Linked DNA regions of Rattus norvegicus: region 2 is linked to region 1. A link is a contact called in public HiChIP or PLAC-seq data. All regions are on one chromosome and are shown on one strand. Each heading gives the region's core, a stretch centred on a gene start, on an enhancer-like site or on the middle of the called end of the contact. The rest is flanking DNA. Distances are from core to core; before and after follow the strand shown.

Region 1 (2,700 bases), core at 33-2,532:
GTGGTCTGGGTCTCCAAAATAAAACAAAACAAAACAAAACAAAACAAAACAAAAATAGGTGGAGAATAATACAAGACAACACTAAATGTTGGCCCCTGGCCTCCACAAGTGCATGCACACAGAGCTTGTGCAAATATACATCTACACACTCACACATGGAGAGGGAGAGGGAGAGGGAGAGGGAGAGGGAGAGGGAGAGGGAGAGGGAGAGGGAGAGGGAGAGGGAGAGGGAGAGGGAGAGGGAGAGGGAGAGGGAGAGGGAGATCCTGCAGGGAGCGGGAGAGCAGCAAATGCTGGGAAGTAGGACAGCAAGCTGAGAAGGAGTCGCCCTCTCAGGAAGTGCAGGTGGCTCCACTAGCCTCCACTTTCCTCTGAACTCACTCAGTCTGCAGAATCCTCTGGTGTTTTGCACCAACTCCAAATGGTTTAAAAATAATTTGCTAAGTGTCTTCCTAGAGACATGGAAACCTGAGGCCATTCTGAGCTCTATCCAGCCATACCACAAAGGGTGAGCAGGGTGGAAAGTCATGCTCCCCGCTGACTGAATTAGCAAGTCAGACCTCTAGAGGCCTGGTCTTGGGACATCACAGGACTCACGGTGCCATCAAAGACTGAGCAAGCATCTTCAGAAAACCAGCTGCACTGTAGAATCCTGGTGTTTCCAAACAGATTGTCTCTACCCAGTCTCTTAGTCAGCTACTGAATGGAAACTTAGCTGTGACATTAGGAGAGGAAATCTTTTAAAACTCTCTATTATTTTGGAATAAAAGAAGTCAAAATGGAAGGAAAAATATCAATGCATTAGTCACTATATGAGGCATGTAAGGTGGGAAAATAAAATCGTTGCTGTCTTGAGAATTGCTGATATTTGAATGGGTGAATGATTTCCAAGAGTGATGAGATCCACATACAAAACAAAGAAGTGAAGAGTTGTCTGGCAGGGCTGCAGCTCACAGGTGGAACCCAGGCAAAGCACATGTGAAAGCCTGGGCTTGACCCCCAGCAAGAACTAAACCGAAACCAGAACGGAGAGCATTTGGCGCCTGTCTGTTTTGAGGGTTGATTGGGTGGGACGCTCAAGCACATCCAAATCCGAGAAGTGAATTTAACCTGGAGCTGCCCATTTTCTGCCTGCTCCTAAGAATTCCCCAGCTCCTCTCCAGTTTCCTGAGAAACTAAAGAGTGCAGAACAGAGCTCCTTTGTTCGAAAGCCCTCCCTGTGGGACGACAGCAGAATCCTGAGTCTCTGAATTCAAAGGAGTGTGGTCTAAGCCATGATGCTGATGGTGATGCCAGGAGACACTGTTAATCCCTACAGATGAAGCTTCACACACTCGTCCTTAGCACAGCCCTCTGAGAGGCGAATCACCATCCCCACGCCACAAAAGGGCACTGGCAAGGCCTCGAACAGGCCAGTACTCACAAGCACCGTACAGGCAGGCCTTGTACCTCTCTCTCTGCTTTTTCCATTACACCACACAGCCTTCCAGAAGACTCCCCAAGGAGCTTCATTTGTCTCTAACCAGGCATCAAGGCCATAACGACCTTGGCTGTGCACATGGGCATGAGTGACTGCTTTATGCAACTGCCAAGTGAGTCTACTGTGCCTGTGACTCGGACACAGAGCTGGCTTCCAGCAGCTCTGCATTCTAAAATATATGGAAGAATTTTTTCACCTCTCTTTCTGGGATCCCCACTTATGTCTTCATAAGTGAATTTATGTGAATTAACAAAATCACAAATCCATGGCTACTGTCGAGCACCACTAACCCACGTAATCCCGATGCCTAGCCTGGTGATGTCCGTAGCACTCTTCAGTACAATGACAGTAGTCGCTGGTGGAGCCCTTCCTCTTGTTCCTGCAGGACCAGTCCATTTCCACATCAGGAATAAACCACAGACTTCAGATTCTAAAACAGACCCAGAGATGCCCCCTGAATATAATTACAGCTAAATTTTACTGCCAGCTATGGAAGATACAAATAAGGAATATTGTAGCAATTTCACGAATATGCTCCAGAGAGCACAGCTCTGGATGGACCTAGGCTTGGATGCCTAGAGGACCTTGCAGCTTACAGAAGGTTGTCAATCATCTCTCTCTCTCTCTCTCTCTCTCTCTCTCTCTCTCTCTCTCTCTCCCTCCCTCCCTCCCTCCCTCCCACCCAACGGGAAAAAAAAGTAAAAAAACAAAACAAAACAAAAAAACAAAACAAAAAACACAGGTCTCTACGAAGCTCTAGCTAGAACTTTCTGAGGGATCACACACACACACACACACACACACACACACGCGCGCACACACACACACACGCACACACACACACACACACACACACACAGAGCGGGAGAGAGGAGAGAGGGAGGGAGAAGGGAGAGAAACAATTTAATTTTCAGAGGTTTTATGAAGACAGGATCTCACTGTGTTCCCAGGCTAACCTTAAACTGGTGATCCTCCTGCCTCTGCATCCTAAGTGCTAGGATTATTGGTGTGCACCATCATGCCCAGCTTCAGAGATTGACTTGATAAGCAAAAATATCATCTATCATCTTTATGCATTGTTAGCTGTTCCCTCTGAATTGTTGTTAAAAGAAACGATAATTAAACTCTGACAGAAATAGCAATCTTATCTAGGACAAGTGCAAAGCAGTGTGCACACATGCTGTTAGGTAAGATGTGACTGTGATGGTGGTGATGACGGA
Region 2 (2,700 bases), core at 143-2,642, 220 kb before region 1:
CCACTATCAAGTGTTCAAAAGAAATATGAAGGATTTGGAAACATGAACATTTCTAGAAAGAGTTGGCTATAAATTAAACTTCTATTACACTTTTGCTTGGCATGGTGGTGCATGCCCTTAACCCACTTCTCAGGAGGTGGGGGCAGGTGGATCTCTGAGTTCTAGGACAGCCAAGTCTACATAGTAAGACCCTGTTTCATAAAAAAACAAAAAAATAAATAAATAAAAAATTTTATATTATATTTTCCTGTCATGGTTGAAAAAGATACCTATTTTTATTTCCTGGACAGCTTTAAGTTTCTAAGTCTCAGTCTCTGTCTCTCTCTTTCTCTCTCTCTCTCTCTCTCTCTCTCTCTCTCTCTCTGTGTGTGTGTGTGTGTGTGTGTGTGTGTGTGTGTGTGTGTGTGTGTGTGTACACCCATGCATAGTACAGGGCATGGAACCCAGAAAGCTAACATTGAGCTAAATCACAAACCCTACAACAGATATTTTTCCAGAATCATGGAATTTGAAGTATTTAATGGAGCTAGGCATGGAAGTACAAGCTTTTAATCCCAGCTCTCAGGATTCAGGTAGAACTCTGAATTCTGGGCTAGCCTAGTCTACCTAGCATTTAAGCCAGCCAGGGAGGGTTAAACAATGAGCATTCTCCTAAAAAATATAAAGTAACTAAAATGACATTTTTATTTAGAAAAAATCGACGTGCTATATGATTCATCTGTGTAAAGCATAAAACTGTTTTTTTTTTTTTCAAGTATGTTCACCCTTAGGTGATTTTGCCATGCTGTAACTTTATTAATATTCGGAGGACAGAAAAGTCCCAATGAACTAGGAATTGGGAGACTGGTTACAAGTTTTGGCTCTGCACGACTGTGAGCCAGCTTTTGGGCACTTCGCCTTTGAAATGCAAAGATTGAGCAGCTCATTTAATGACTCAGAAGGCAGCCAAGTTTCCTCTCTGTATGCTGAAGGAATAAAAATGAAGATCCCCACATCAGTTGTCCTAAAAGCCCGCAGTCCAGCAGGTAGACCAGGCTCCAGCCCTTGTGGCTCCCAGCAGCGACAGCTTAGAGCAGTCCCTGCCTTGGTGTTGAGATGGGAATGTTCAGGTGGGAGCTGAGTGTCACAGGACCATGCAGGTCTGGGTTCCTTGAGACTAAAAGTTCACTCTGCACTTCAGGCAGTCTCTGCTGTCACTATGTTACACTGGAGTCCCTCATGTAACTCCTTTTCCTGGCTTGAACGGTACTCACAAATCTCCCCTTTGAAAGACCCTTCAAGCATCGCCCTTCCTCTGTGCAGTTGGATTGCCAATGCTGTGTGTGCAGCCCAGATCGGCGTTCCCAGTAGGTACAAATAGCTATTCACGAGCGTGAGGACTCTCTCCTTTTCCCAGGCCTCTCTGGCGGGGCCCCAACCACTCACTGCTTTTCACTCTGAGCAACAAATAGCAATGCTACGGAGATGAGGTCCTGGTTCACCTTTCGCCGGAGAACCAGATCCGCACATTTTCCCCTTGAGTAAGGATGCTTTTATTCTCACTCGCCTAACCTCAAATAGCAAGCAGGCTGCTCTCCGACAGCGCAAGCAGAGCGGCCTTCTCGGAGAACAAGTGGTATTTTGTTAACCAAGAAAGGACGCCCAGGGTTCCTCGCCTCTTTGCAGGTTTGAGCTATTCACATCCCAAAATAGCTCCTCTGTAAAAGCCACAGAAATGTACACAAAGGAGGTGCGACACTATTAAGAAGGATCTGGGAGAGGGGCTGGAGAGATGGCTCAGAGGTTAAGAGCACTGACTGCGAGAATGGAAATATGGATGTTGAGAGGCATCGTGGGACAAGTCAGGAGCTCACTGGACCTGGGCTGTTGGCTCATGTTCTCTTCTAGGATCCGGGATTTCGTGTGGAATACAAGGTCTGAGAGAGCTAGGGGAAAAGGCTGGTGAGATGGCTCAGTGAATAATGAACACGTTTGATTCCTGGAACCTACGTAGTGAAAGGGAGAGAACATACTTCCTCAAGTTGTCCTCTGATCTCCACATATGCACTGTGGCATGTGTACACACACACACACACACACACACACACACACACACACACACACACACACACAGAGCTAGGGAATGGTGATAGGAGTTATTTTAGAACCTTAAAATGGAGGCTTGGAGGGTATAACTAAGGGACAAGGTGCCTGGATGGGGAAGACTTGCGTTTGATCCATCCTTAGTCCTATCAAGATGAGAAGTGCTTCCCTGACTGAACCCATGAGGAAAAGTCCAGACGCAATGGGACTTGGTTTCCTAGCATAGGCTTCACCCTCAGTTTTGCTGATCTTCATCACTCAGCCTTGGGCTGTCCTACACTGTTGTTTCCTTTTACTCCATGAATGCAATAATACTAAACTCATTGAATGGCCTAATTATGGACTATTATGTTCTCACCGTGGGGGCGGAAGAGGTCTGTTAAATCAAATGGCTTTGCCTCACCTGCGGTGTATGAGGGTACGTTATAAATAGTCCCACTATTTATAAGAGGTAGCACATTCCTGTAACCTCAGCACTTAAGGGACAGCGGGGGCATACCACCACAAGTTCAAGGCTAGCCCAGGCTCCAAGACCATATTCTCAATATTAAAGAGTCAAGTATGGTGCCACCTGCCTTTAAGCTAGTCCACAGGAGGCAGAGGATCTCTGAGTTTGAA

Evidence for each region. HiChIP or PLAC-seq counts read pairs in DNA pulled down with a chosen protein or histone mark.
Region 2: an H3K27ac HiChIP or PLAC-seq map of oligodendrocytes shows a contact between it and region 1, with 2.7 times the contacts expected there. The contact joins two enhancer-like sites. A contact is called at or near these places in 1 of 12 Hi-C or Micro-C datasets (mammary epithelial cells) and 1 of 1 datasets of contacts at active chromatin or transcription factors (oligodendrocytes).

What each region holds. Positions count from the first base shown.
Region 1 is chr4:149,541,238-149,543,937 of GRCr8, reverse strand. The region is part of intron 17 of Atg7 (autophagy related 7); the gene reads right to left. Among named protein-coding and RNA genes, the nearest start is that of Vgll4, 120 kb to the left of the region's middle. Within about 2 kb of position 1,282, at least 44 of the 93 cell types and tissues checked have an H3K27ac peak or open chromatin away from gene starts, as enhancers often do.
Region 2 is chr4:149,764,418-149,767,117 of GRCr8, reverse strand. All of the region lies in intron 3 of Tamm41 (TAM41 mitochondrial translocator assembly and maintenance homolog), which reads left to right. Among named protein-coding and RNA genes, the nearest start is that of Tamm41, 11 kb to the left of the region's middle. Within about 2 kb of position 1,392, at least 28 of the 93 cell types and tissues checked have an H3K27ac peak or open chromatin away from gene starts, as enhancers often do.